Regions from separate parts of the Mus musculus genome. Here all the other regions are linked to region 4. A link is a contact called in public HiChIP or PLAC-seq and promoter capture Hi-C data. All regions are on one chromosome and are shown on one strand. Each heading gives the region's core, a stretch centred on a gene start, on an enhancer-like site or on the middle of the called end of the contact. The rest is flanking DNA. Distances are from core to core; before and after follow the strand shown. Region 1 holds the start of Azin2 (antizyme inhibitor 2). Region 2 holds the start of Ak2 (adenylate kinase 2). Region 3 overlaps Zscan20 (zinc finger and SCAN domains 20). Region 4 holds the start of Gja4 (gap junction protein, alpha 4).

Evidence for each region. Promoter capture Hi-C pulls out the DNA fragments that hold promoters and counts their contacts. HiChIP or PLAC-seq counts read pairs in DNA pulled down with a chosen protein or histone mark.
Region 1: a contact with region 4 is called in a promoter capture Hi-C map of cranial neural crest. The contact joins the promoter of Azin2 here to the promoter of Gja4 in region 4. A contact is called at or near these places in 3 of 39 promoter capture datasets (cranial neural crest, embryonic stem cells and frontonasal cranial neural crest).
Region 2: a promoter capture Hi-C map of cranial neural crest shows a contact between it and region 4, with 4 times the contacts expected there. The contact joins the promoter of Ak2 here to the promoter of Gja4 in region 4. A contact is called at or near these places in 3 of 39 promoter capture datasets (cranial neural crest, embryonic stem cells and hippocampal neurons).
Region 3: a contact with region 4 is called in an H3K27ac HiChIP or PLAC-seq map of large pre-B cells, with 7 times the contacts expected there. The contact joins the enhancer-like site here to the promoter of Gja4 in region 4. A contact is called at or near these places in 7 of 39 promoter capture datasets (the 3T3-L1 cell line, 3T3-L1-derived adipocytes, the C10 cell line and 3 more), 2 of 115 datasets of contacts at active chromatin or transcription factors (large pre-B cells and stem cell-derived neural progenitor cells) and 1 of 9 other capture datasets (embryonic stem cells).

Annotation. Positions count from the first base shown.
Region 1 is chr4:128,961,039-128,968,316 of GRCm38.p6, reverse strand. Azin2 (antizyme inhibitor 2) reads left to right here and starts at 5,862. Exons shown (of 11, transcript NM_172875.4): 1 at 5,862-6,016; 2 at 6,113-6,233; 3 at 6,758-6,954. The coding sequence starts at 6,850.
Region 2 is chr4:128,991,197-128,997,736 of GRCm38.p6, reverse strand. Ak2 (adenylate kinase 2) reads right to left here and starts at 4,513. Exons shown (of 7, transcript NM_016895.4): 1 at 4,301-4,513. The coding sequence starts at 4,393.
Region 3 is chr4:128,590,381-128,597,692 of GRCm38.p6, reverse strand. It overlaps Zscan20 (zinc finger and SCAN domains 20), which reads left to right. Exons shown (of 8, transcript NM_177758.4): 3 at 5,187-5,358; 4 at 5,801-5,877; 5 at 6,136-6,220. Among named protein-coding and RNA genes, the nearest start is that of Zscan20, 16 kb to the left of the region's middle. Within about 2 kb of position 3,467, at least 54 of the 459 cell types and tissues checked have an H3K27ac peak or open chromatin away from gene starts, as enhancers often do.
Region 4 is chr4:127,310,436-127,317,747 of GRCm38.p6, reverse strand. Gja4 (gap junction protein, alpha 4) reads left to right here and starts at 3,709. Exons shown (of 2, transcript NM_008120.3): 1 at 3,709-3,828; 2 at 4,763-6,328. The coding sequence starts at 4,780. The coding sequence ends at 5,781.

The sequences.
Region 1 (7,278 bases), core at 4,613-7,112, 1.6 Mb before region 4:
AGTGAACAGAACACACTGGTATCTGAATGGGGAAAACAGAGCTGGCAAGATGGCTCAGCAAGTAGAAGGTACTCCCTGTCAAGCTTTACAACCTAAGTTTGACCCTTGGGATCGATGTGGGGAAAGGAGAGAATCGACTGCTGCAGATTGTCCTCTGACCTCCATACGTGCTGGGGCAACGCACACGCACGAATGCACACCAATAAATAATAAATAAAGAAATCTGCCATGCCAGGCACCAAGCATTAGACAGCCTCCCTGTCTCTCAAGGGCCCAGCATGCACCTGTGCTTCCTAGATGGTGGCACGGAGGTACTGAAGGCAGGGTGGGTGGAACTGTTGTCTCCAACCTCCAAGATATGTTAATGTCATAAGCTGGGGGGGGGGGATGGCTCAGTCTACAAAGTATTTGGTGTACAAGTTTGATCCCTAGCACTCTAACATAAAAGCAGTGTGTGTATGTGTGTCTGTATGTGTGTCTGTGTGTCTGTGTCTATAATCCCAAGTGCTGGCAAAGCCGAAATCGGAGAATCCTGGGGCTTTCTGGCCAGCCAGACTAGTCTTGTTGGTCAACATTAGATTTAGGGAGAGTTCCTATCTAAAATAATAACATGAAAAGCGATTGAGCTCTTGACCTCTGTCATCCGCAAGCACCCCCCCCCACACACACACACACATTATGTTCACACACATCAAAGTATGTTAACGTTCTAACTTTCAGTGCTGTGGCCTCGCCCGGCACTTGGCAGAGCTCAGCAAGTTAACTGGAACTCATTGTGGTAAGTCCCGACCCAGTGTAAGGCACGGCCTCGACTAAAGGCGATTCTGAGACTTAAAACCAGACTCATCCAGAGAGTGACATGAACACCCTCAGAGAGAAGACAGCAGTGTGCTGGCACAGCCCTTCTCAACCTCTTTAATGCTGGGACCCTTTAATACAGGTCCTTATGCCATGCTGACCCCCAACTACAAAATCATTTTTGTTGCTACTTTATAGCCGTAATTTTGGGGTCCTGAATTGTAAATAATCCACTATTTCCGGTGACTCCTGTGGAAGGCCATTCAACTTCACCCCCCAAAGGGGCTGCAACCCAGAGTTGAAGAACCACTATGCTAGAGTGATGCGCCCACAAGCTAAGGAATGAGAGGAGAGAGAGAGAGAGAGAGAGAGAGAGAGAGAGAGAGAGCAGTCTGTCGATACCTTACTGCGATTTCCAGCCTGCAGAACGGAGGACTGACACATTTCTGTTGTCTATAGCACCAGCTGCTGCTGCTTTGTTCCGACAGCCCTAGGAAATCAATTCAGGCTCAATTTGGGAAGCCTGAATAAATAAACATTTTGCCAACTCTCTAGCTCCCAAGGGTTCCTCTGTGCAGCAGTCAAGAAGGTTTGATGATATGGAAAGGAGAGAGAGAGGCAAAGAGGAGCTCGGGCTGGATGCCAGCAGGATGAATTCCCAGCCGCTGCTTGGCTTCCAAACAGAAAAGCTTAAAGTTAAGGGTGAGGGGCTGTGGAGAAGTCTCAGTCAGTAAGGCAAGCGTGGGGACCCAAATTAGAACCCCAGGATCCAAGTACAGAGCCGGGCACAACATGCATTCTAATCCCAGCACTGGGAAGGGGGAGACAACAGACGGAACCTGAGAACTGACACTTGAGACACTCTTCTGACCTTCATTAGTACATGTATCCATGTGCTTGTGTATCTACACATAGTACATATACCAACACACACACACACACACACACACATGCACACACACAATTAAGAGATTAAGAGTCACCACATTTTTTTTCTTGTTTTGTTTTGTTTTGTTTTGAGACACGGTTTCTCTGTGTAACCCTGGCTGTTTTGGAACTTGCTCTGTAAACGAGGTTGGCCTTGAACTCAGAGCTGCCTGCCTCTGCCTCCTGAGTGCTGGGATTAAAGGTATGTACCACCACTGCCTGGCTCTCTTTTCTTTTCTTTTCTTTTCTTTTCTTTTCTTTTCTTTTCTTTTCTTTTCTTTTCTTTTCTTTTCTTTCCTTTCCTTTCCTTTTCTCTTCTCTTCTCTTTTCCTCTCTTTCTTTCCTCCTTCCTTCCTTCCTTCCTTCCTTCCTTCCTTCCTTTCTTTCTTTCTTTCCTCCTTCCTTCCTTCTCTCTCTCTCTCTCTCTTTCTTTTTTTTTGAGACAGGCTTTCTCTGTGTAGCCCTGGCCATCCTGGAACTTGCTCCCGAGTGCTGGGAATAAAGGCCTGTCTCACCACTGCCCGGAAAAATATTTCCTTTTGAGTGATGCTGGGGAGTGAATCCAGGGCCTCTCCTATTTGCCAGAGCCATTTCTCCCAACCCAGTCACTAGGCTCCACCCTTACCTGCTGTGTTATTCTAGGCAAATTACTGAACTCCTCTGAGCTTCAGATACCTCTACAAAATGGGAACAACTGCAGCTCTCAGGATGTAAGAGATCAAATTGACTCAATGACATAATATTTACTTAATAGAGAAAAAGAGAAAGGCAGACTAATTGTACCTAGTCCAGGGTGTAGATTTTTCCTTCTCATAACTAATCCTTTACAGATTACAGATGGATAGACTAGATTCTGATTTGTTCATTCACAGAGATGCTAAATGTTACCTACTATGTGCCTATTAATCCCAGGAGGACTTAAGACCACGGTACCCAAAATGCAGTCAGCTCAACGAACACTTAAAATGTAGAACCAGTATACAAAATTGCCAAATAACAAGTTAATTTTAAAGCTGGGAGTGGTGTTGGAAGCCTGTTTTGCCAGAAGTTCAAAGTCACCCTTGGCTACATGTCTAGTTTGAGGTTAGTTTGAGCCACTTGAAACCCTGTTGTAAACAAATAAACAAACGATAACGACAACAACATAAGATACTCCAACCCCCCCCCCCCAAAGTCAAACCAAATAATCAAAAGCCACAACAGCAAAAAGCAGTAGAAGTCAGGTATAGGAACTGACATCTGTAACAGGAAGCGGAAAGGCTGAGGGATTGCTATGGGTTTAGGACTAGCCTCAAATACGTAGTGAGTTCTAGTCCAGCCTGAGCTACTAGTGAGATCCCATTTCAGAAACAAAACATAGAGCCAACAATGTTTGAGTGTGTTTCCTCTCCTCTAAGCCTAATCTTTTGAGGCTTCTCCCATGGCTTCCAAGGCCCACCCCTTTCAGATGTTTGATCTCAGAACCTTGCTCCTTGAGAGAGAGGAAGAGGATTCATGGACAGGAACTGTGAGTCTCATGCTGTAAATGGCTGCTAGCTCTCAAAGCAGGAACCCGCTAGTGACGCGTGTACAGTGGATACCCCTGTGCACAGGAAGCACAGAGCTTCCAAGCAGAAGGACCTAGACCTCAAGAAAGCAGTGTGAACCCAATTGGTTCACAGGGGTAATGGAGGCCAGGCAGCCTGCTCAGTTGTCACGGGTGGCTCAGGAAAGGTGAGAATCAGAAAATGGCTTTCTCCGACTCCGTGGTCCCACATGGCCTCAGTTGTGAACTTTATTTTGATTAGGTTGTAAAATACGTCTTGGGGAGATACTGAGGTTGGACAGGATGTGCCTTTGTCTTCAGAAAGACTACAGCCCAGCGGGTGTATGGATGTTCACAGCTGATCAAGCTCTCAGCTCCACTAGTCTGAATGAAACTCTGCTTTCATTGTAAACCAAGCTTTCCCATCCACATGACTATTCAATTACCTTTTCCTGCCCCAGAACCGTATTGTTTTCAGGACTACAACCTAATAGAATGTTTTGTGATATCTGGGGGAGGAAGTCCTTTTCTCTCCCCTTTTTGGTGATGGAGATGTGAACCGGGCCCCATACACGTTAAGGCTTTACGAAATGACTTGCTTTTCTCTAAGAACATCTTGGCTGTTCTTCAGGAGATGTTACAGATGGGTTAGTGGCTTTGTTTTGTTTCTTTCTTTCTTAAGACAAGGTCCCCTGTAGCCCAGGCTGGCTCTGAACTCCCCTTGTAGCCAAGGATGACCTTACACTTCCAAGCCTCCTGTCTCCACTCTTACTCCTGAATGCTGTGATTATAGACAATACCAACATATCCTGTTTAGTTGGTGCATGCCAGGATGCTCTCTGTTAACTGAGCTACATTCTCACCCCCAGACATACTTCAAGCAATAATTAAAAGGCAGTTTAATTAAGTGAGACTCTATAGATTTCTACCAAATAAAACTTGGGATATTCTTGGCAAGTCAGTAGCATTTATGAGGTACTTATTATATGCCAAGGGCTCTCCTTTCCTTCTTTATTTTTTAAAAGATTTATGTGTATGAATGTTTCACTTGCATGCATATGTGTACCACATTTGTGCCTGGTGATCAGGGGAGTCAGATGAGGGTGTGGAATTAGGTGGAGTTCCCACGTGGGTTCTAGGAATTGAACCTGGTCCTTCGAAAGAGCAACAAGTGCTCTTAACCTCTGAGCCATCTCTCCAACCCTACCAAGGGTTTTCTTAAAATTTGTAATTTTTTTTCTTGTTTTTTTGAGACAGGATTTCTCTGTGTAGCTCTGGTAGTAGATCTCTGTGTAGAATAGGCTGGCTTCGAACTAAGAGATTTGCTGGGATTAAAGCTATGGGCCACCATGCCTGGCTTAAAACTTGTAAACTCTTTTTTTTTTTTTTTTTTTTTTTCCGAGACAGGGTTTCTCTGTATAGCCCTGGCTGTCCTGGAACTCACTTTGTAGACAAGGCTGACCTCGAACTCAGAAATCCGCCTGCCTCTGCCTCCCAAGTGCTGGGATTAAAGGCGTGCGCCACCACATCCGGCTAAAACTTGCAAACTCTTAACGTAGTATACATAACAGGTACAACAGGGCATTAATCATATGTGTATAACTCAAGGAGCGCGCGCGCGCACACACACACACACACACACACACACACACACACACACCTGTAACCATTACCAAGCACCGGAAAGGTTCCATTCTGTCTCTTCCCAGTCAGCAGCCACATGCGCAGAGACAAGCAGCATTCGGACTTCTACCCGGAGAACTCTTGAATTAGCTTCTGAGCAACACCCTGCGCATGCTAAGCACTCCAAGGAGCCCGGCTCTCAGTCCCTGCCCTTGGAGTGCACAAAGCTGAGATGTTTTATCAGGCAAAAAAAAAAAAAAGGAAAGCAGGTGCGGGTATCTCAGCAACTGATATTAAGGCTCAAGGGAAGGAGGGGAGGGGTCAGACAGAGACAAGGACTGTGAGTCCCATTGCGTTTCGGGGCCAGGGATGGTCCGATAGAGGAAGATATTACACTGGACTCTGATGGATGAACAGGGATTTGTGTATAGAAGAGGAGACATGCTTTGAGTCGAAGCCACATTTCACCAGAGTCTTGTGGATTCTGAGAATGAAGGCATCACCCCGAGCTCGTGAAGCCACAAAAATTCTATTTGAATACATTTTAGCTGGCATTTGAGTTGGGAGTTTAAAATGCCTAGAAGAGGCGATTAAGTAAAAGGTCATATTACAAAATAAGACAGGAGAGGTTTGGGCTCCAAGGGCGGAGCCAGAACTTCACCAGGGGAGGAGCAGGGGGCCATCGACTTCAGCCAGGGACAGAAAAGTTTTCCGGAGTCACTTTTTGAGACGCAGGACGCAGGATCTGCGGCTCAGACCACGTAGACGCCTAGGATTCGAAGGATTTCCCCGCGTGGACCTCCGCGGACATCAGTCAGCCAGCTTGCTTAGCTGCGCAGCTTTGCGGAGCAGCCTCGCAGGGCTGAATGCTTTATGTCCGAATCGACCAATGGGCTGGCGGCACCCGGTTGCCCTGGCTACGGAGCAGGCAGGGGCGGGGCCAGGGCACCGGGGCGGGGCTAGGGCGGGGCTTATATAAGCGAGCGGCGGGCGCAAGGCGGGGCGTGGGGTCGGTGGCTGCTGGGCGCGCGGGGCGCAGGCCGCGGGGCCGGAGCCGGGGGGAGCGAGCGAGCGGAGGCGCCGAGGATCCGATTCACTCGCTGGGGAGACCTATGGGCCGAAGCCGTGTAAATGCGTTTTAAGGCGAGTGCAGGAGATGGCTGGGGGGGAGCCTCGGGGAGCGGGCGTCCTCGGCTTTGGGCGCTGACCCTTCCCCCGGCCCCCCTTGCCTCCTCTCAGCAGGGGCCTCGGCTCCGCAATTGCCACTCCTCCTCGGGGTGTTGCACAAGTTTCGAGGTCACCGGCGACCCCCCCTAGCAGCGCGCCTGGCTCTGGCCCCCGCGAAGGAGGACGGGGCTTGGTAAGGAGGCCTGGGGTTGGGGTGCGGGACCCCCGCCCTGCACTTGAGAGAGCCGTCCCGCGGACAGAACCCACCCGTGGCTCATAGAGCATTCTTAGTGTGTCAGGACCAACCTTTTATAAATGGGGAAACTGACCCAAGGTCATGAAGCAGAGAGCCGACTCGAACTCAAGCTCACGGGTTTTGTTTTTTTTTTTTTTGGCCCTTTAGGTAGGTGTAGTCTGGACTGGAGAAATCCTTCAATTGGAAGGAGACTTCCCCAACTAGGTTTCTCAGATCTGTCCCCACATTTTTTTTCTTCCAATTTCAAATTTCAGAACTGGAAAAGAACTCCAAACCAATCCCATTTAACAGATGGGGGTAATTGAGGCTCTAGCAGACATAACTTCACCATTCCCAGCGAACCTCGGCTTCTCAGGCTTGGGCAAGGGCACAGAACATGACTGGGCAGGGACCGTAGGCCTGGGGAGGTGAGGGATGCAGCCTGTTCCCCAGCGGTTTCCTCCATCTCCCTCTCCCCACAGTGTGTTGCATACTTTCTAAGGCGGTGGCCAAGGCAGCCAGCGGTGCTCCAAGGCAGCGGTTTCCTCCAGCCCCTGGGCTCCTCCTGCTCAGCATGGCTGGCTATCTGAGTGAATCGGACTTTGTGATGGTGGAGGAGGGCTTCAGCACCCGGGATCTGCTGGAGGAGCTCACTCTGGGGGCCTCCCAGGCCACCTCGGTGAGGGGATGGAAATGGGTGTGGGTTGGTTGCCTGTCCTCTTCTCTGTAGGAGACCTCCCATTCTCTCGGTATTGGTATTTGTTTACTTGATATTTACTAGATTGTCCCCTTTATCTCCAATTCTTGGTCCTTGCCCCCACATCTGCCCTCCCTGTGTTTCCTGACTTGAGAAAAGAACAGTATCTCCACCTTCACGGTCTCCCCAGCACTCCAGGTGGGAACTTCGGAGTACCTGCCTTTTGCGCTCTCCCCTTCTACACTCAGGCATACCCAGCTCCAGGAACTTCACGGGAGAACCTCCCTTGTGGTTGGTCCTCTTCTC
Region 2 (6,540 bases), core at 3,264-5,763, 1.7 Mb before region 4:
GTCAGCAATGGCTGACTACGGAAAGTCGGCTGCACTGTGGACACACACCCAGGGACTGGAGCTTCCTGCCAATCAACTCTGTGTTTATTAAAATTAACTTGAGTGGATAAATCCCAGAAGCCAGGGTTAAACACCGGAGAGAAAAACTGCTCTGGTAACTCAAGTGTTCCGTGGCTACCCCCAGTGGTAGGCTGCTAAGTCACTTCTGGGTGACTCTAAAGCTGCAAGAACACACCCCACAGCCAGGTGCAAGACTCTGCCTTAGTTTACTGCTGGTCATGTGGGAGCACACACCCCGCCCTACCACGCCCCACCCGTGAAGAGTAGGAACGGGCTGGAATTCAGCCAAAGACACTCAATTGCCCTGTCATATGGGGCTGGGGAGATAGTACAATTGGAAAGTCACTTGCTTTGTAAATACAATAGCCTGAGCTCTAACTCCAGAACCCACGTACAACAACCTGGTTGTGGTGATGCGTGCTTACAATCCCACCACTGGGGAGTCAGACAGACAGACTCAACTGGCCAGTTAGTCTCATCTATGTGATCAGGCTAGTGAGAGATCTGTCTTAAAAAAAAAAAAAAAAAAAGGTGTCCACCGAGCCATCTCCTAGCCCAGAAAATTTTAAGGAAATTAGCCGTGTTGACATGAATCATGTAATATGGAATTATACCGGTACAAAGGAAGTGGTGGGAAGGGAACATAAATCTCACTGGGCAGGTCAGGAGCAAAGAGCTGCTAATGTGGACTGGGCACCGTATGTAGATAAGGGGATTCTATGAAGGGATCAGCCAACGCAGAAATACCACTCAGCTACAAGTGGCTCCTGCCACACCGGAATGGAAGGCCACTGCTCTCAGAGCTTCTGATCCTCACAAGAAAAACGAGTTGCGATTTCTTGTTTAAATTTCCCAACTGAAAACATTCCATAGTCAACCCATTACGTGGAAAGCTGACAAAGAGGGGGAACAGAGCAAGCATTTAAATGGACGTCATAAACCACGCTGGACGAGTGAGCACCTAGGGGGTGGGAAGTTTCCACCAGCAGGGATGCACGCTTGGAATCCCATGCTTAGGAAGCCGAGGAATGAACACCTTGAGTTTCAGGCCAGCGTGGGCTGAGACCTGCTGAGACCTGGTCTCAAAAAAGCCAGAGGGAGGGACAAGGGAAGAGAGAAGAAAAGAGATATTTCAGCTAAGGAGGGGAAAGGAGTAATACAACCAGAATAGTATTGTTTTTGCCGTCCATAATTAACTGCAAGGCTTAGGCGACAGATAGTAACAGCTCCTAAGCCCTCACAGACAAATGGGAGTGGAAAGTGTCCAACCGAAGGCCAGGACACGACAGTGCCCCGGGGAAGGCAGGCCAAGAAACAGAATCTGATAAACTGGACGCAACAGACAATATCTGCAGGAAATGGAAGAGAGGAAGATGTTAAACACACCAAAGGAATATAATGGAAAATTCCCAGAAAAGGAACAATATTCTCAGGACAAGTTTCTTCCCCAAAACTATACCATAAAGAAATGGAACAGGGCAGGCAGGCGAGATGGCTCGGCACCCATACCAAGCCTGGTGTCTTGAGTTCAACACGAGGGAGCCACGTGGTGGAAGGGGAGAAATGAGGGAAAGTTGTCCTTTGGCCTCCACATGTGCACTCACACATCACACACCCTTGCACACAGGCTGAACACTCGTTTTTAAAGGCTAGGAAAAAACAAACCAGAAAGACTTAAAATTATGTGTGAGACTGATAGAAATTTGAACATTATTATTATTATTATTATTATTAAAATCTGTTAACAGTTTTAGGGGCTATTGAACTTATATATTTTTAAAAAGATTTTGTTGTAGAGATACTAAAATATATTATAAAACAGCTATGGAGCCTGGAGCTCCTTTAGTATAACCTGTAGGGAGTGTGGATGGGAAAGCGATGGCCGCCATCAGCTGAGGATTACCAGGGCCTATTATGCCACTCTTGTGCTCCCTGTGGTACTGACGACTCGAGCTCACACAGCTGGGTAAATGAACTGCCAGCGAACAGATTCTCAGCCCTGCTAATTTGCAGCTCAGGCTGATTTCAATCTTAGCCCAGCTAGGACTTGAACCTGTGAGGCTCCCACAGTAGCTAAGCTTGTGCCTAGCCTCTTCTGTGTATTTAAAACTTACAATGGAGAGTTTGTGTGTGGGGTGTGTCCAGGCAGAGCGTTCTTCTAGGCTACCACTCTGTGGGCTTTGTGTGAACTTTTGTTCCGCACTACGAAGCTACAACTACCGGTGTTTTTATGGCTCCTGATAAGGAAAGGGAAGCGGACGGAGGTTAAGCGAGTGCCCTGTATTTTCTGAAGTCCCAGCTCTTAGTTTTGTGTTCTCAGATACAGGGTCTCACTCTGTAGCCAGGCCAGCCTTTAAACTTTAGCTGGGCTATCATCAAATTTGACTTTAGTCTCCTCCTGCCTAAGTCACTGGGACTACAGACAGACATGAGCATCCATATTCATCCTTCAAGCCAAACTTCTAATCATTGCACAAAGCCGTCTTGGACCAACTTCCATGATTCTCGCACTGCCTTCCATGAGCCCACGGCACATGGTCCTCCCAGATCTGAATGAATCAGCTTCATGCTGCTGCACTACACCTGAGCTGGGGGCAGAGAGAGATGCCACTGAGTGGTCAGCGTTCACAGCTGTCACGCGCCCTGCCACCAGCTAGGAATGTGTGGGTGCTCTCAATATAAAAGCCATCATCTTCCAATGTCTTTGTAAGCTTTACATTTTCTAGGTAGAAACACTGAGAAGTTACATACATAGCGTTCTACATGCACAGATATACACACATATACGTAGACTGTACAGCCCGAGATGCTGATCTGCTTGCCAAAATACTGAGAACTTGGCAAACAGAACAGGTGACGTGGGTACACAGGTGACATAGGTACACAGGTGACATGGGTTCACAGGTAAAGTAGCTTGCCGTCAAGTCTGACGGTCCGAGTTCGATCCCTGGGCTCCACATGGTAGAAAAAAGAAAATGATTCCAGCAAGTTGCACTCTGACCTCCACGTATGCATCACGGCACGCATGTCCCCACACACTCTTTCTCTACGTCCCTGCGCACACACACACACACACACACACTCTCCCACCTTATGTGTGACAGAGAGAGAGAGAAGGAGGGAGGGAGACGGAGGGAGACAGAGGGGAGGTATCTTTAAAAACATAACAATAAACTCAGCAGTGCTGTGAAGAGGGAGGACAGCACTCATTTGCTTGGGAACGCAACCTTGAAAGAATTCCCTCTTTAGAGCATAGTGATCATCAAAGCTTGGGGTCTGATGGGGAGGTAGAGTTGAGGGGTGGGTGGTTGTGGCCAAAGGCTGGGCAAGAAAGTGACACCAACGGCCCACCATATGAGCTTCCAAGCCCTACGTGCCAGCATAAATCCCAGCCCTGATCTATGGCCCAGATGCCAAGCAAGGGAGGCTCTGCAGTGGGGCAGAAGGCAATCCTTGAGGCCTCTGTGAAACCGATTTCACTAACTTTGAAAAGTCACTGGACCTCTACACCTGTTTTCTTACCTGTTGATCTAGCACGTTAGCGGCCCTCAATTGCTCAATTACAACCATCAGAGCCATCTCATGCTGCTCCATGAGCACTCCCTGCCCCACTCACAACCCCCCATGATGCCCGTGGCTTATGAACCGAATCTATACATTCACCTCCAGTTTTCTGGCCAGCTGGAAAGGTTTTCTCCCATCCCCCCACCCCCAACAACACTGGTGGCTCCCGCGGCTCATGCCTCACTCTTGGCAGAACGCCTCGATAGGCATACACCAGTAACCACTCTGCCCCACGTGGAGACTTCTTAGTACCCCTAATCATTAGCCATTAAAAAAATTAAAAGTTTCACCCCCTTATGCCTAGAAATTATCCCTGACTCAGGGCAATACGCTCTCAACTCCGAGGGCGACTTGGTCACAAAGCTTTCTCCCATTCGGGCCTGTGATCCAGAGCTTCAGCCTGGGGGATCGCCCTGCCTTTCACAATTTTCAAGTAACAGTCCCTGGATGCCCTAACACGATCCTGGGTTCCCCCAAGAACCTCCACCCAGCCTCCCCCTTACTGCGACTGGGACCCTCCCCTAAACACCGCGCCACAACTGGAGACCCCGCGAGGGTCCCTGCAGGCCAGGGCTCACCACCCAGCTCCGGGGCGGGAAAGGAGCTTCCGGCTCTCCGACCGCCCTGACCTTGTAGCTTCTCGGGCTCCACCGCCCGACACGGAACCGACACTCACCTGCGTCCCCTTGCCAGCCCCGGGCGGCCCCAGCAACACGGCCCGGATGCCCTTCGGAATCTCCGGTTCGGAAGCCAACACGTTGGGAGCCATGTCTTCCAAAGCTTCACTCCAACAGCCAGCCGCACACCTCACAGGTCTAGCGCTTCCAGGCCAGCGTACATCCTACTCCGGGCTCACACTGGTCGCTCGCCGCATCCGTCAACCCTCTCTACCCGCCCCCGAACTTGACGGGCACTTTCATTTACCAATCGTACGACGAGACTAAGAAAATTCTGTTTCCGATTGGGCAGAATTGGGAACGAGGAAGAGGCGGGCCAGCCTGGGAAGAGCTGGGGCAACAGAGCGCGTGCGGCTCTCGGCTGGTGTATGGAGTGGGCGGGAAAAACGAGAAGGAAGCCTGGAGCGGGTGAAGTTCTAGTTTGGCCTTTGACAGTTAATAACTCCAGAGTCTCTGTTTGAGCCCCGTAAAATTGCCTGTGAGAGTGTAAGTGGGTAAAATCACTCCCAGGAAACAAATTGGCAATAACGTAACCTTTGGACCAGTAATTCCACTTCCAAGAATTCAAAGGCAGAAACAAGGAATATGTAATGAGTTCCTGACAAAGATGTTGATGTCTAATAATAAGATTGGTTAAGTAAATTCCAACAAGTTTGTAATCTGACACCCTCTCCCTCCAGAACACCCCCATTGAACAGCACCATAACTTTGGCTATTTGGGAAGATCACATTTAAAGCTTGTCAAGGCCACGACGGTGAATTCAAGGCCAGCCTGGGCAGTTTAATGAGACCTTGTCCCAAAATGAAAATGAAGATAGCTGGGGCTGGCTATAGTACAGAGACAGAAGTTTTGGGCTCAATCCCCAGGACTGTAAAAATAAAACACATATGCATATATGAACACAGACAACCTTCCTGACTTTTAAGTCAGCAGAAAGACAGTTTTTATCCAGAGAGATGAGCCTGTCTTGAACAAGGCAATGATGTCGCCAGCTTTTAGGTGTGTCAAAGTTTCATCCTGTCCCAAAGGAGCCTTTCTCAACTGTAAGTGCAAGTGTGATTAGGAAACCATTCTTGCCCCACAGGCACAGTGCAACCATTTTCTACACCCTAGTGGTAAATGATGTTAACCAGCTAGCCAGATGGCTCAGCTAGTATAGACACTTGCCACCAAACTCTGAGGACCTGCGTTTGATTAACAAGACCCCACCCCCAATGAAAGAAAGAAGAGAACCAACTCCCACAGGTTGTCCACCGAGCTCCACATGTGTGCTGTGGTACACATATCTGCGCGTACATATATGTTCACACACAGAAAATAAGAAATAAATTCAAATGAAAAAAGAGAAACTAACATTCATACTTCTTGCTCATCCTGGATTTTCATGGGAGCCAGCTTGATCTGGTTGGGTTCTCTTAGTGGCCTTGAAGGAAGCAGGGGTTTATTGTGTCCTTTTTAAGACCGGAAGCGGAAGTAAGAGCTGATCACTATATAATTACATGGTCACAGGATTACAAGTAACACTGTGAACTAAGGGGCAGGGCAAAGTTCAGTCACTGGTGTCTAGCACTCAAGTGTGAGGGCCTGCGTTCTGGTGCCCGGCACTCAGGTAACGTCAGCAACTGTTTACAACCCCAGCCCTGAGGAGGTAGAGATCGGCAGACTCTTGGAGCTCACTGAGCAGAAAGCCTAGCCTAATGAGTGAGCTTCAGATACAATGGAAGGCCTGTAGAGAGAATCGATGTGTACTGTGTGGAAGCATCACCTGCCAATCAAAAGCAGATGGCCCTTTAACAAAAGGCAGGAAGTAGAAGATGGGAGTTCCGGGAAAGAGATGGGAACTCTGGGTGATAGTCAGAGGTGGAAGATGCTTGGCCCAGACTCTGGGCTCATGAGACTGAGAAGAAAGTAGCCATGTGGCTGAACTCAGAAGCGTTTAAATGGGTTGGGTAAGTGACAGGCTAGTCAGGGGACAAGCTAAAGCTATGGCCTAGGCAATTATTCATAAACAAAGAAGCCTCCGAGTAGTTATTCAGGAACTGGGGTACAGGTGGGAAAGCCCACGGCTACAGAAACCTTGTCTTGTCTCAAAAGAGAAGGTAGAGGGGCAGGAGAGATGATTCAGGGGTTAAGAGCACTGGGTGTTGGTTTGGCTCTCGACATCCACATGGGAAGTCACAACCCTTTGTAACTCCAGTTCCGGAGATCTGATGCAGTTCTTTCCTACCCTCAAAGGCA
Region 3 (7,312 bases), core at 2,218-4,717, 1.3 Mb before region 4:
AATCTTTCCTAAAATGAAATTCTTCTCGGCCTTGCCTAGAGAAACAGTTCCATCATTAACTTTCACAGTCCACGGCAGAACCATCTCAGCAAGATTACCTGCTAGTTGTTTAGCTTCTCCTTGATGGCTCCGGGCAAAGTGCGAATTAGAACGGTTTTGAGATTTTACCTTACCCCAGTCAGGATAGTTAAGAATAAAACAGCAGCAGCAGCAACAACAACGGCAATGGCAACAACAGCAGCAGCAACAGCTGACAACCTATAGTAGTGTGGACATGGGGGCAGGGGAGCACTCCTGACTCTTAGCAGAAGTGTAACTGGTCCAGCCCCTGTGGGAATCACAGCGGAGGGATCCCACAAAGCTAGCAACAGATCTGTCCTGTGATCCAGCGATGCCATTCCTCAGCATACCCTGCTGCAGAGAGCTGCTTTCTCATCCACATTCATTCTGCTTTATGCACAATTCAGATAATGGAAACAGCCTGGACGCCCTTCTGCTGATGATAATGGAGAAAGAAAATGTGCATAGATAGAGTGGAATGTTATTTAACTGATAGAAAAATGAATTATGGAATTCACAGATAATGGTTGGGGCTGTAATTAATTACTCTGAGTGATGTAACCCAGACCCAGAAAGACAAATGCTGCCTATTCCCTCTTATGTGTGAATGTTAGCTTTGACAATTTAGATGTGTGTTCATTTTATTTTATTTTATTTTTGTGGGCTGACAGTGTCCGAGACAGGGTTTCTCTGTGTAGCCCTGGCTGTCCTAGAACTCACTCTGTAGACTACACTGGCCTGAAACTCAGAAATCCACCTGCCTCTGCCTCCCAATTGCTGGGAGGTATGTACTACCATTGTCTGGCTTAGATGCATATTTAAATTAGAGTGCCCACAGAAATCAGGAGAGTAGTAAGGGACCCTGGGGTATTAGTTACTTTCTGGTATTATGACAGAATACCATGACCAAAAGCAACTTGGGGAGGTTCAAGTTCGTAGTTCAGCCCGTAATCCATCATCAAGGGAAGTCAGGGCAGGAAGTCAAGCAGGAGCTGAAGCCAGAACCACGGCAGAATGCTGCTTCCCCGCTCGCCCTCTCTGGCTTGCTCAGCCAGCTTTCTTATACAACCCAGGCCAACCTACCTAGTAATGGCACTGCCTAGAGTGGGCTAGACCCTTCCACATCGACTAGCCTAGGGAAATGGCCTCCCCAGTTGAGACTACCTCAGATAGGTCTGGGATATGTCAAGTTGACAGGTGAAGGTGACTGAGAGAAGGGAGAATCTCGTAGGAAGGGTAGAATACAGATGTCATGAAGAGGGAAAGAAAATAATGGGGAAAAGGGGGTTAAAGGGATGAGGGAGGGCAAGGTGGAGCAGGGAGTGTGGGGAAGGAAAATAATAGGACCTTTGAATATGCCATATGGAAAAGTACCACTGTGCGAGCTTTCTAAAACACACACACACACACACACACACACACACACACACACACACACACACACAGAGGAATGGACTGACTCTACAAAAGAAGCAATGCTTTTCCCAGGTCCCAGGCTATCAAATAAAAAGCCTTTTTCTAGATATGGGTTACCTCTTGAGCTGGTCAGTGGGAGTCCACAAACATTAGAGGCTACAGCCATTGCCCCTGGTGGCCCCTCCAGAACTTAATGGGAAGGCCCTGTTGCTGAAGACACCACATACTTGAACTGTAGCACAGAGAGAAATCAAGCTGGCACCAGCCTGGGAGCTTCACCCCCACTGGCTAGCTTTCATGGTGGCATGAAGTTTGACAAGTGGCCTGACCAGATCTCCCGGCTGGTACGATGTTGGTGGGAATGTTATGCGGATGAGATGGCCTGGTTGGATTTGAGACCTGCTCCATAAGATGGTACTCATGTTTGCGCTGTTAACTAGGCTAAAACCCCACTGACGAGGTCGCAGGCCTTAGCGGAGAGCCAAATACTATTATTCTGCTAAATGGACATAGTATTAAACTGCCCCCTAAATTCTTACCTTATTCCCATGGATTGCTGCATCTTCTGTCATGAGAGAAACTACCCTTGCAGTAGACGTGGATTAAAGCAGAGATTCACAGCTGGTTATCATGCAGAGTAAGAGACTGGAGTACTCAGCTCTGACTGGGCCGTCTCTCCCATACAACCTCCCTTGAGGGTCAGGGAGCATCATAAAACAGAGACAGAAAATGTATAAGAGATACAGGGAGTAGATGCCTGCAGTGAAAGATTCTTTGGTGGGCATGACAAGGCTGCTCCACTCATGAACTCGGTGGTAGGAGCTGAACCTGGTCTTCTGGAAGAGCAGCGCGTGCTCGCAGCTGCCGAGCCGTCTCTCCAGTCCTGTGTTCTGGATACAGCACTGGTAACTCACTTCCAAGCTCTGCAACTCTCCCTGCATCCCGAGGGCTTTTATCTAATTATCTATCTATCTATCTATCTATCTATCTATCTATCTATTTATCTTAAGTTGTATTTTCATGTAATTTAAAGTAATTTCTCTTGAAATTTCTTCCTTGACTCAAATATTTACTTGTATATTGTTTGAGCTCCAAGTATCATGGATTTTCCAGCTACCTTTCTGTTTCTGAGTCACTTCCATGTGATCCGAGGAGCCCACTTGTCACGATCCTGCCCTTTGACATTCGCTTAGTGTGTTTTGTGGCCTGGCATGTGGTTGCCGTGGCAATGAATGGTCCATGAGGGCAGATCTTGTACTCCTTCGTTAGAAGTTCTACCTTGCAGAATTCAGCCATCCCTCTGCTGTTCTGTCCCGCTAGTGAGTCTACACCGCTCATCGCTCTCTTCCCTTCAACTGACTTTGGTTTTGTCTGTTCCAAGAGCTGTGCTGACGTCACTGACTGTACTCACCCTCTTCTGCTTCTGTCAGTTTTGGACTGTGTTATTAGAAGTATGGAGGATCAAGGTGTGTGCAGTCCTTACCTGGATGAGAATTATCATGCCTTTGTGGAGTGTCAAACCCCTGTATCATATCATGAAGCCACTCTTCAGCCCTGGGAACTTCTCTTGCTCTGAAGTCTCCTGTTCTGAAATTAATACAGCTTCTCTTACTCCACCCCTCTTCATGTGCATGTGTATGGTGTGCATGCATGTTTGCATGTATGTTAGGGTGTGCTTATATGTGTGTGCATGTGTGTGTGCACACATGTGCATGTGTGTGCACATGTGTGTGTGCACGAGTGTGCATGTGTGTGTGTGTGTGTTTGGAGGCTTGAGGTTGATGCCAGGATTCATCTTTAATCACTCTTCTACCTTACTCATTGAGGCGGGCGGAGTCTCAGTCAGACCGAGAGATCACGGATGTGGCTAGTCTTACTAGCCAGCTTGCTCTTGGGATCCCCAGTCTCTGCCTTCTAAAGCTGGCACTACAGACAGGCCTCCATGATTACCCTGTATTTACATGGGCTCTGGGGTCTGAAGTTTGACCTGAACTGCTTGTGTGTCAAGAACTTTAACCACTGAGGCATCTTCCGGCCCACTTCCTTTTGGTTAGGGTTAAGTTGGTATCTCTTACTTCCTCCTTTGCCTTTTATCTGTAAGGTGTCTCTATATTTAAAGTGGATTTCTTAGTTACAGCATATATTTGGGTCATATTTTATACACTCTTGGCCTTTTACTTGGTTTGTTTATTTATCTTTGAGATAGGGTCTTATAGTATAATCCAGCCTGCTCCCAAACTTGCAATCCTCCTGCCTTAGCTTCCCAACTGCTGGGATTGCAGATGAGAATCACCATGCCAGCTAGTTAGTGTGTTTAGACCGTTGGCACCTGGGTTACTATTTTTAAGTTTTATGGTTTGATAATCCCAGCTCTCTGCCATCTGACACTGGTTCATGCTGATTGCTCTTCAAAATGTTGCTTGCCTTCCGGTATGCCTTGAAAGTTTTGGTTAAAAGGTGGCATATGATGTCTTGGGTGGAAGGAGCTATGTAAGTAAGTCTTTTAGAATACAGTGGCAGAGCATGTCTAGTGGGCAGTCTACAGCTCTGTGCTCTGGACTCTGAAATTCATCAGTATTTCTCAGGCTTCCCTTTGTGGGTGGGGCAGGCTGCTAGAAAGGGCTTCAGGCAGGCACTCCTGTCACCTGTGCAGAATAGTAGGGAAACAGAAGGGGCAGCTCCTTTATGTAAAGTAGGCTATGCTCCGGCACTCACTGTTCACAGAGTACACTGGTGTGTTTCACAGTGGTTCCTGTCCCTACTCCACCCCACCCTGCAGAATCATGAGGGGACTTTCCTGCGCATTCCCCTCATTACGAGGATGGATAGAGCTCTTGGAAGTGACACTCGGTAAAGCTCACCTGCCCTTGTCTTGGTGACTGGGTTTCCTGGAGCCTGACTCTCAGGTGGCCTGCCCTGTGCCTCTAGCTGTAGGGCTTTCCTGCCAGCACCGGTCCCTTCAGAGGTCTCCCCTCCAGTGAAGTCACCTCTCTTACTTCTCCAGCTTCGAGGGCAGGCCTAGGTGGTGTGGCCTCGCTTCTCTGATGGATCTAAGAGCTTTGAGTCTTGTTCGGCTTGGGTTTGTCCAGCTCACTTCTCGCTGAGGTGGAGCGATGATGTCTAAGCTCCTTCCTGGATTAGAAACTTGAGACGATCCTCATGGTTGTCTCATTCCTCGTCATTGTCAGTTGAATCTGCCTTTCTTCCGTGTTGGCAGTTCTGGCCCAAGGGGTTGAAGTCTCCGTTGTAGCGTGGTATCAGCTGGAGGAGCTGGCTAGAGTGAGGATTGTCTTAGAGTTTATCCATGCAGCTTCTTTGTTGATTGTAACTACTTCAGAGGCAAGCAGGCTTATAAATATGCTTATCAGTTATTTTTAAGGTCACAACATTTTATGTAATTTACTTCTGTGAAGCAAGAGCATTTTGAATAGTGTTCACCTGCTTTAGATACTTGTGTAGCCTCCCAGAATTCCACAAGACAGAACTCATTTCGTAGTGGAGATAGACCTCGTTCGGTAGCACAGACAGAATTCATATGGTAGTATAAATGCTGATTTGTTTCCTGAAGTCAGTCTGATAGTTTTCTTACTGTGTTAAAACCCTCTTTGGATCCTAAGAATCTGTTAACCCCATGGAACACGTTCACACTCAAGGTAACAGTCCTGTCCCATTGAGGGGACCACACCGATCTGATGGTTGATTTTGTGTAGGGACTGGAGCTATGCTCTGAAGACTCCAGGTCCTTCGAAGCAGTTCAGGAGTTCCAGAGGTTCCAGCTGCAGCCAGTGACCCACGGCTCTGAGGGCCAGCCCCGAAAACAGTGGGTGGAGAATGCACGTCCCGACCTTTCCAAGATGCCACCTGAGTCCTTGAAAGAGAGTGGTAAGTACCAAGGATATGGGGATAGAAGAGAGTGAGGCTTTTCTTCCCAAGGGATGGGCTTGGGGGTGGGGTGGGGAGAAAGGACATACAGAATTCAAGGTACACAGTGGGATAAATGTTGGATGGATGCTGTTATTGAGCCAAAGGTTGAGAAGCTCTGTGAGATGGGAGCAAGACCCGCTGGCTGGAGTCATACAGAAGGCGCTGGCGTGGCAGTGGGCTGGGTGCTGCTCACAGGATGGGGAAGGGTACCTCACACCTGGGACATAACTGAAAACGGCTTAGGAGTCCCAGCTTCTAAAGGAAGTGAAATGGCAAGTGCGTGCCGGGTGTGGGGCACCCTTGGTGTGATTCCCAGCATGACCTTTGGGAAGCTGCGTCTCAGAAGGAAGTGGTTTTAGAGAACCAAAGCTTTTATCTCACGGATTGCTCTCTTCTTCAGCTGTCCTCACACCCCAAGCCCCAACTGTTCCAAAGATGGCGAGCATTGGAGATTGGGAGGTGGCAGGCAAGTCCCAGGTAAACTACTGTTTTCTTTTCATGTCATCCTCTTCCTGTGCCCTGTCCCTAACTCATGGCCTCCCTAGCAAAGGGAGAGAGCATAGGCTGTTAGCCCTTGGCCCCTGGGCCTGCTGCTAATTCATTGACAGGGATGCTGGCCCCACATCACAATCTGTGGTGTTAGAAGCTGTAGTGAGCTCTCTTAGGCCTGGTCAGGTTCCCAGGGGGGTTTTAAAGTGTCATTGATATTTAAGGTCCTCTGTGTATGTGTCATAGGAAACCCCGAGCCCCAGTAGACAAGCCAAGAAGGAGCCCTGCCAGGACCCCGCAGGAGGTGATCGTGGGGACAGTGCGTGCCTGGGTAAGGAAAGCTCTGGGTAACTCTGTTCCGGGGTCCAGCTGGCCTGTTTCTGGCACACTCAGTTCCAAGAGAGGGGTTGCCACATGCCCAGAACCCGAGCTCTGCCCTCTCTGGACTTTCAGGGGAGGAAGAAGACTGGCTCCTTGTAGCCACCCATGTAGTGAGTCTGCAGGTTGGGATGGGGGCTGCATGCTGTTACCTGGAGCCAGCCCTGCTGGACTCATCACCTCAGTCAGTCACCTTAGTCCGGAACTGGCCCAGGCTCTCTGTCTCAAAAGTTCAGCACCCACTGAGAACTCCCCTTGCGGGCAGACTCCTGCAAACTGAGGTCATGAGAAAAGCGAGTAGCAAGGGCTTCTAAATGCTCAAAGCTCATGTGACCAGCACACCTTTCTCTGAAGGCCAACGCTAAAGGGTCTGTCCCCAGAGGGAGGGAGGGAGGGAGGGAGGGAGGGAGGGAGGGAGGGAGACACACAAATGGGGTAGAATAGAAAGGTTTCAACAGAGTAACTTGTGAAAGGTTAAGATAGATGGCTGAGGGCTGCCTACTGGACAGTGGGACCCCAATAGTGCTTGCTAATTGAACTGATCAAGAAATGCTGAATTAGAGTACCCCAAAAAGGCTTTACATCAAAATTCGTTATCTAGATCACCTCAAACATGTACTATGATGAAAGGCTTTCTGCTTTGTTAGGACCAGGCGCTGCTGGGAAGGTCTTCCTGTAGACCAGCTACATTTTTAGGATGAGGACGTCCTAGAGGATGCGATGTTCCAGGCATGCTACCTGTTAGCTCAGCAATGCTCTAGGGCTCTACATTCATTCATTCATTCTCTCTCTCTCTCTCTCTCTTTCTGTCTTTTTGTCTGTCTGTCTCTGTGTCTCTGTCTCTCTCTGTCTCTGTCAGTCTCTGTGTTTGTTTCTGTCTGTCTCTATGTCTCTGTCTCTCTCCCTCCCTTCTTCTCTCTCTCCCTCCCTCCCTGCCTCCCTGCCTCCCTCCCTCCCTCTCTCTCCCTCGCTTGCCTTCTCTCTCCTTCCCTCCAACAGTGAGTTGAGTCTGATGGGGATTTTTGAGGTCCTGTGTGTTTTCTTA
Region 4 (7,312 bases), core at 2,460-4,959:
GCCCTCCTACACACCCACTGCATCTGTGTTAAAGGTCCTGCCAAGCTGACTGATTAGAACTGTAATTATAGGGAGCAGAAATGTTAGCGGGTCTCAAGTCAAATTACCTTAGGTTATCTTTACCACCCCCAAAGACAGGTATCGCCCACCTCTGCATTCCACCTAACACCCTTGGGACAATTAGGTAATATCTTTGGAATACACAGACTCCTAGCTTCCACCAATCCAAAGGCTAAGAGCATCCTGAACGCATCTGAGGCCAGCAGGAGGGACTTCCCTGCTTTGCCAAGACTCAGATATATGATGTTTCTACCAGTTTATTTTCTTTTCTAAAAGATTTATTTTATGTATGTGAGTACACTGTCACTGTCTTCAGACACCAGAAGAGGGCATCAGATCTCATTCAGATGGCTGTGAGCCACCACGTGGTTGTTGGGAATTCAACTCAGGGCCTCTGGAAGAGCAGTTCAGTGCTCTTAACTGCTGAGCCATCTCCCCAGCCCTTTTCTTTTAAAGATATATTTACTTTATGTATATGAGTACATTGTAGCTGTCTTCAGACACATCCAGCTGCCCATTCCGGATGGCTGTGCGCCACCATGTGGTTCCTGAGAATTGAACTCAGGACCTCCACTGAGTCATCTCTTCAGCTCTTCTACCATCCATAGTTCTTAAAACACTTTGTTCTGTTATTTAAAAACAAAAACAAAAAACAAAACAAAACAAAACAAAAACAAAACAAAAACCTTCATAAAACAGTTGCCATGATGAAACATGACGTTTGGGGTAACTTAAATATGTGTTCCCAGGGCATGGTCGGTCATAGTTGGCTCCAGAGATAAGAACTGTGTTCTGATTGAGACAAGATCTTGTATAGTATGAGCTAGCCCATAACTGGCAGTCCTCATGAATGGTGGGATTACTGGTCTATGCCACCGAGTTGTGTGTGTGTGTGTGCATATATACATATATAATGCATATATATATATAATTATATATTAAGTCATATGTGTTATAAATCTATATTTACATATCATATAGTATTACATATATTAACTACATCTAAAAAGCTTTAAACAAGGAATTGCAGGGCATATCTGACCCAGTGGAGGCCAGCAAAGGAACTTCTGGGGAAGATGACAGACATCTCAGCGAAGACCTGAGGGGCTGGAGGCATCCACGTGTGAGAGTTTCCCACACGTGAGGCTGCTCCGAGAAGACAGAGCCATGCACAAAGGTAGGTGCACACAGACACGACAGAGAATGACTGGATGGGGCTGGTGACGGAGTGCCGGCCTGGCATTGAAACAGGGCAACCTTATAGCCAGGTTTCTGCAAAAATGTAGAGGCTGAGTGGAGGCTAGGAGACCATCTGGGGTCACTGAGTTGGTGGCAGGCTGAACAGGGTCAGGACAAAAGGGGTGGGGGTGAAGAGTGACGATCCAGGGACATTTTCCCTCAGAAGAGTTGACTTTTGAATATTGTGTTGGTTGGCCCCTACCCCTTCTTCATCTGTGACACCTGATCTCAGAGTCCAGGAAGGGGTTGGAGCAACCTTGGCATCACCCCGAGGTCCTCAATGAGCTCCCCTGCCCCCCACTTCCCTGGGAACCAGATGGGAGCAAAACCTTCAAAAGGATTTGAGGCCCAACCTCAAAGGCAACTCGGCAGAAAAGCTACCAGAGCAGACACTGTTCCCACGCCTTCAAGGGTCAGAACTACGTCGGCGCACTTGTCCCTAGTGGAATCCCAGGAGGCTCCGTTCAGCCCTGCCTGTTCCGGCCCTCAGAGAAAGAGAGGCCTGGAAGGGAAAGCCTGTCTAGCCTGAGCTCAGGCAGTAACCATGCTGGTCTGCAGTCTGAGCCTACCCATGGACTGCCCCGGCCCAGGAGGCCCCAGCCACTTCCTCACCCTCAGCTGCCCTAGACCCTGCCAATCCTAGGCCCCAACCTCCCTTGGCTTTTCTGCCCTCTCCTGGAACAGTGCAGATCCTTTCTGTCAGGCCTTGTGATGGTCTTGGTTGGATGGTAGGTAGGTTGGTCATACTTGGGACAACAAAGACAGAAACCTTGTGCCTGCACAAGCCTGGCATGGGCTCAACTGCTCAACTACACCGCCAAATTTCTTTCTTTCAACATTTTGAGGCAAGAGTCTTGCTAAATTGCTGACTGTCCTTGAACTCTCTCTCTCTCTCTCTCTCTCTCTCGCTCTCTTTCTCTCTCTCTCTCTCTCTCCCTCCTCCCTTCCTCCCTCCTTCCCTCCCTCCTCCTTCTCTTCTTCCCCTGCCTCTCCTCTCCCTGACAATGTCTCATGTACCACAGGCTGACCTCAAACTCACAAAGGAGAAGACAGCCTTGAACTTCTGACCTTCTTGCCTCTTCCTCCTCCTCCTCCCCCCCCCTCCTGTGAGGTTCCAGGCATGTGCCACCTGGTTTATGTGCCACCAGGGCTAGCTAGAACCTAAGGCTCTGTGAGTACTGAACAAGCACTCAACCAATATTTACACCCCAGCCCCATACCATTGACATTTTAATTCCTCAGCCTCATCTTTCCACAGAACTAGGATTACAGGCTGCCTGTACCACCATGCCTGTGTATTTGTGTTTTGTGGAGTTGGTTGTTTGCTTAGACAGGTTCCCACCATGTATCCCAGGTTGGCCTGAAACTCTTGCTCTGCCTCCTTCAGCCTCCCAAGCTCAGGGTTTACATCTCAGTGACTTCAGGTCCTCGCTCAAACCTTTAGAACCAATACAGCACACTGGGGGCTTTGGCAGGCCCTCCGAAGCAGGTATCCTTCCATCACTATTCGGTAGGGTCAGGGCAGAGGAGGGTAAGATTGACCCTCGTTGCTCTGACAAGCCTCATGGTTGGGTCCCCCAGCCTCTTCTGGGCGTTAGCACAAGAAACCAAACCTGGTGGCTCCAAGGTAGTGATGCTGTTCTGCACCGCCTGGCTTTCTCAACCCCTAACCACACCCCGTGATGCCCTGGATCCCACCTTTACACTTTTACTGTTACCCACGGGGCTTACCCTGCTCAATTTCTGCATCTAGTAAGGAGGGTAGGAAACCAGGCCTGGCAGGCTTATTGTGGCTTTCCCAGCTGCAGGCGGATTCTTAATCCCACACTCTTCGTTCACAGTGAAGCAGGGCTCTGCCTGCTTCCAAATTCCCCAGGAAGATCTTTCCTCTCTTTTAGAGGCATCGACTGGAACCCAGCTAAAGGACAGGAGCTTCCCTCCACTTCCACTCTCAGATCAAAGGACCCTAGAGCGTTCCTAAGTGACTTTTGATGGTATAGCCTGCCCAGGATTGGTGAAGTAGAGACCCCTAGATCAACCAGATTCTAGAAAGGGAGAATTCTCACCCCTCTCCAATGTGGGTCCAGTGGCCTCAGAAGCTGGGCACACGGATGAGTCTCCCTTCTTACCCCACCCACTCCTTACAGCCTCCGGACCAGGTGCCAGATCTGCCAGCTCCTCTCGCTTAAAAAAAAAATCGCCTTCACATCCTGCTGCGGACCTAGGGAGGGCACTGGACCTGGGGGGGGAGTGCAGTCTGGGATACCGGAGGGCGTCAGAGCAGAGAAACAAGACAGCTTCCATCTCTCGCAACCAAAGAAGCACAATCTGGGCGGGTCCTGGGAGTCTGTCCCTCCCAGGCCCCGCCTCCCTGCTCCCCAGAGCCCTCTGGCTGGCGTTTCCTGCCCTAAACCCGCAGCTGCGCGCTATTTAAGGCGTCCTGCGGGAGGCGCGGTCCTGCAGGATTCCCGCAGGCGCAGCTTCGGCCACGGTCGTCCCCTCTACCTGGGCCAGCCGGGCAAGCAGGCGGTGAGTTCGGGGGGCAGGGGAAACGGTTCACTCCACTGCGGGAGGGCTGAGGCTTGCTTGCCCCCCGGGGCGCCAGACGCGACTGAAGCCACCAGCGGCACTCACCTAGCCTGCCTTTAACCAGCCTCTTGTGTTTAGCTCCCTTCCCTTTTTTTTTCAATGAACCCTTAAGGAGAGACCGAGGGCGCCGGGAAGATTACTAATCCAAATCCCCAGGTGGTGAGAAGAAAGCAGTATTTGAATGTAGGTCTGGTAGTACCTGCTTTACTTCTGGAACAGCACCCACACCACACATCACCACGTTTTCACACACACCATGAGATGTTCTGGGAACGTTGGAACCTTCACCCAGCTATGGCCATTCCTTGCAAGGCTCTATCTAGAATGGCTGCAACAGCTTTGGAGGGAAGTGAGCTAGGACAGGCTCAGGTGTATTCACTAAAATCGCAGGTGGTCCTTTTGGTAGACAGGTGGACCAAATGCCCTGGGCTTCTGAGTCCCTCACCCCATCTTCCCTCACTCCCAGCCCCACCGGCAAGTGCAAAGATTCAAATGAGGCCCTCAACATTTTTAATGAGGCATGGAAGATGGGAACGGGACCCCTAATAACCATCTCTCCCCACCCCTGCTCTCTTGGGGGTTGCCAGCCTTGAACAAAAGGGAGGAAGGGCATGGCACAACTGTGTGTGACCTTGGATAAGTTCCTCAACTGTTCTGTTTCCATAGGAACCTCTATTCAATCCACATGTCTTCGGGTTGTGGTCACCCTGGGGCACTGGCCTGTGAAAGAAAGCACAATGTGTGGTTAGATTGGGACCCTAGCACAGGCGGACCTCCCAAGGGCTTACATCCCATGGACATATGTCTAGTGGGGGAGCTGAGAAAGGCTTTGTGCTGCCCTGCTGATGGCCCTCTGACCCTTGTCTCCCTGCAGAGAGAGGCCCTGGAAACATGGGCGACTGGGGCTTCCTGGAGAAGTTGCTAGACCAGGTCCAGGAACACTCGACCGTGGTGGGCAAGATCTGGTTAACGGTGCTCTTCATCTTCCGCATCCTCATCCTGGGGCTGGCTGGCGAGTCGGTGTGGGGCGACGAGCAGTCTGATTTTGAGTGTAACACAGCCCAGCCGGGCTGCACCAACGTCTGCTATGACCAGGCCTTCCCCATCTCCCACATCCGATACTGGGTGCTGCAGTTCCTCTTCGTCAGCACACCCACCCTGATCTACCTGGGCCACGTCATCTACCTGTCTCGGCGGGAAGAGCGGTTGCGGCAGAAAGAGGGAGAGCTCCGGGCGCTGCCATCCAAGGACCTACATGTAGAGCGGGCACTGGCTGCCATCGAACATCAGATGGCCAAGATCTCGGTGGCAGAGGACGGTCGTCTTCGGATTCGTGGGGCGCTCATGGGTACCTATGTGGTCAGCGTGCTGTGTAAGAGTGTGCTGGAGGCAGGCTTCCTCTATGGCCAGTGGCGCCTCTATGGCTGGACCATGGAGCCGGTGTTTGTGTGCCAGCGTGCGCCCTGCCCCCACATCGTGGACTGCTATGTCTCTCGACCCACTGAGAAGACTATCTTCATCATCTTCATGCTGGTGGTAGGAGTCATCTCCCTGGTGCTCAACCTGCTGGAGCTGGTTCACCTGCTGTGTCGGTGTGTCAGCCGGGAGATAAAGGCACGAAGGGACCACGACGCCCGCCCGGCCCAGGGCAGTGCCTCAGACCCTTACCCTGAACAGGTTTTCTTCTACCTCCCCATGGGCGAGGGACCCTCTTCCCCACCGTGTCCCACCTACAACGGGCTCTCATCCACTGAGCAGAACTGGGCCAACTTGACCACAGAGGAGAGACTGACCTCTTCCAGACCTCCCCCATTTGTAAACACAGCTCCCCAGGGTGGCCGAAAGTCCCCTAGCCGCCCCAACAGCTCTGCATCCAAGAAGCAGTATGTGTAGGGATCTGGGGCTAATGTCACTCAACAGAGCTGCCCCGAGGAGCACGCACGTGTACCTTGGCTGCCTCTCTGGCGGTCCACTCCTCAAAGGCACCTCAGAGACAACTGGGCCAGGGAGGTGGACATTCGCTGGGCAGAGGACCTGGTCACAGATGGTTCTGGAATACCTGGAGCCTTTGTGATGACCAGAGGACACTGGCTGCTTACCAGAATGTGACACTACCCAGACTGGGTCACAGCAGGTGGGAGTGCTCTTGACTAAGTGTTCTGTGAACCCTCGATCCTTTTCACCTGTTGCTGAGGGACCCAGCGCCAAGTTGACTTTCGAGCCTCCCCTATTAGACGAGTCACTGAACCCTGGGTTTTCATCACACCCCACTTCTCCTGGGAAAAAGCACTGATGCAGGCTGCTGGCTCAGCCTCGTCACCTGGACAGACACAGCCTGCGCCGGAGCTGGCCCTTGCCAGGGGAACTGGTTGATGTCTTGTTTTTCTCACTTCTAGTTCCACTGTTTATGATCCTCAAATAAACAGGACTCCATCATAAGTCAGGTGTGCACTGATGTTGTCATGGATGCGGGGGGCAGGGTGGGGGGAGCCAGGGGTGAGGGGCGAGGCAGTTATTTTGCACAGACTTGCTTTCTTTCTAGTCCTCTACAGCCCAGCTCCAGAGAGCACCGTAAGGCCTCAAGACTCAAATCCTTTCCCTCAGCACCGAGTCCCCATGACTCTCCCTTGCAAAACACCCTGGGTACTAGGGTCTTTTCATCCCATTCCCACATCCTTTCCAGTGTCCTGTTAATCAGCTGCTCATTAATCGGCCCAGACAGGCAGTGTCTCTTCCTGTCCTGTCCCATGCCCATCTGGTACCCGAGCCTGCTGTCCCCTGCAATGTGCCTCCTGACTAAACATTTGCTCCCAAGCATACCTGCCACCAAGGCTGTCCTAGTCTAACTAAAATTTGCCCCATGTGTCCTTCCCACCTCACCATGGGTGCCTGAGAACCATTTTTTTTTCATTATTTATGTGTTCATTTTACATCTCAATTTCAGCCCTCCCCAGTCCCTCCCTTCCATACCTTTCATCCATTCTCTCTTCTCCTTCACTGAGGAGAAGGGGACTTCTCCCCCCACCCCCAACCTGTCCTGGCACATCCTCTCCCACTGAGGCCAGACCAGGCAGCCCAGCTAGGGGAAAGAGATCCAAAGGCAGGCAACAGAGGCCAAGTCAAAGAGCCTGAGGGTTTCTAAAAGGGGTGGGGGCTAAGGGTAATTTGTGTGTTTTCTAGTCTGCCTATGAGAAGGTGCAACCCAGGGGCCTTCATCTTAGCTCCTGTCTGTGTATCCAGAACTCACTGGGGACCCTAGACAATGGCAGTGCCAATGGTCCTCTTTCTTTGTACTCCCTGGAGTCTCTAAGAGCCTATGACTGAAAAGGGTCAGAGCATTGGTGCGTGAGGACTTAGCTATTGAAAGCTCATACCCGGGTCTTAAGTTTAAATATTGCCCCCACATGTGCCAGCTCTATGGCCT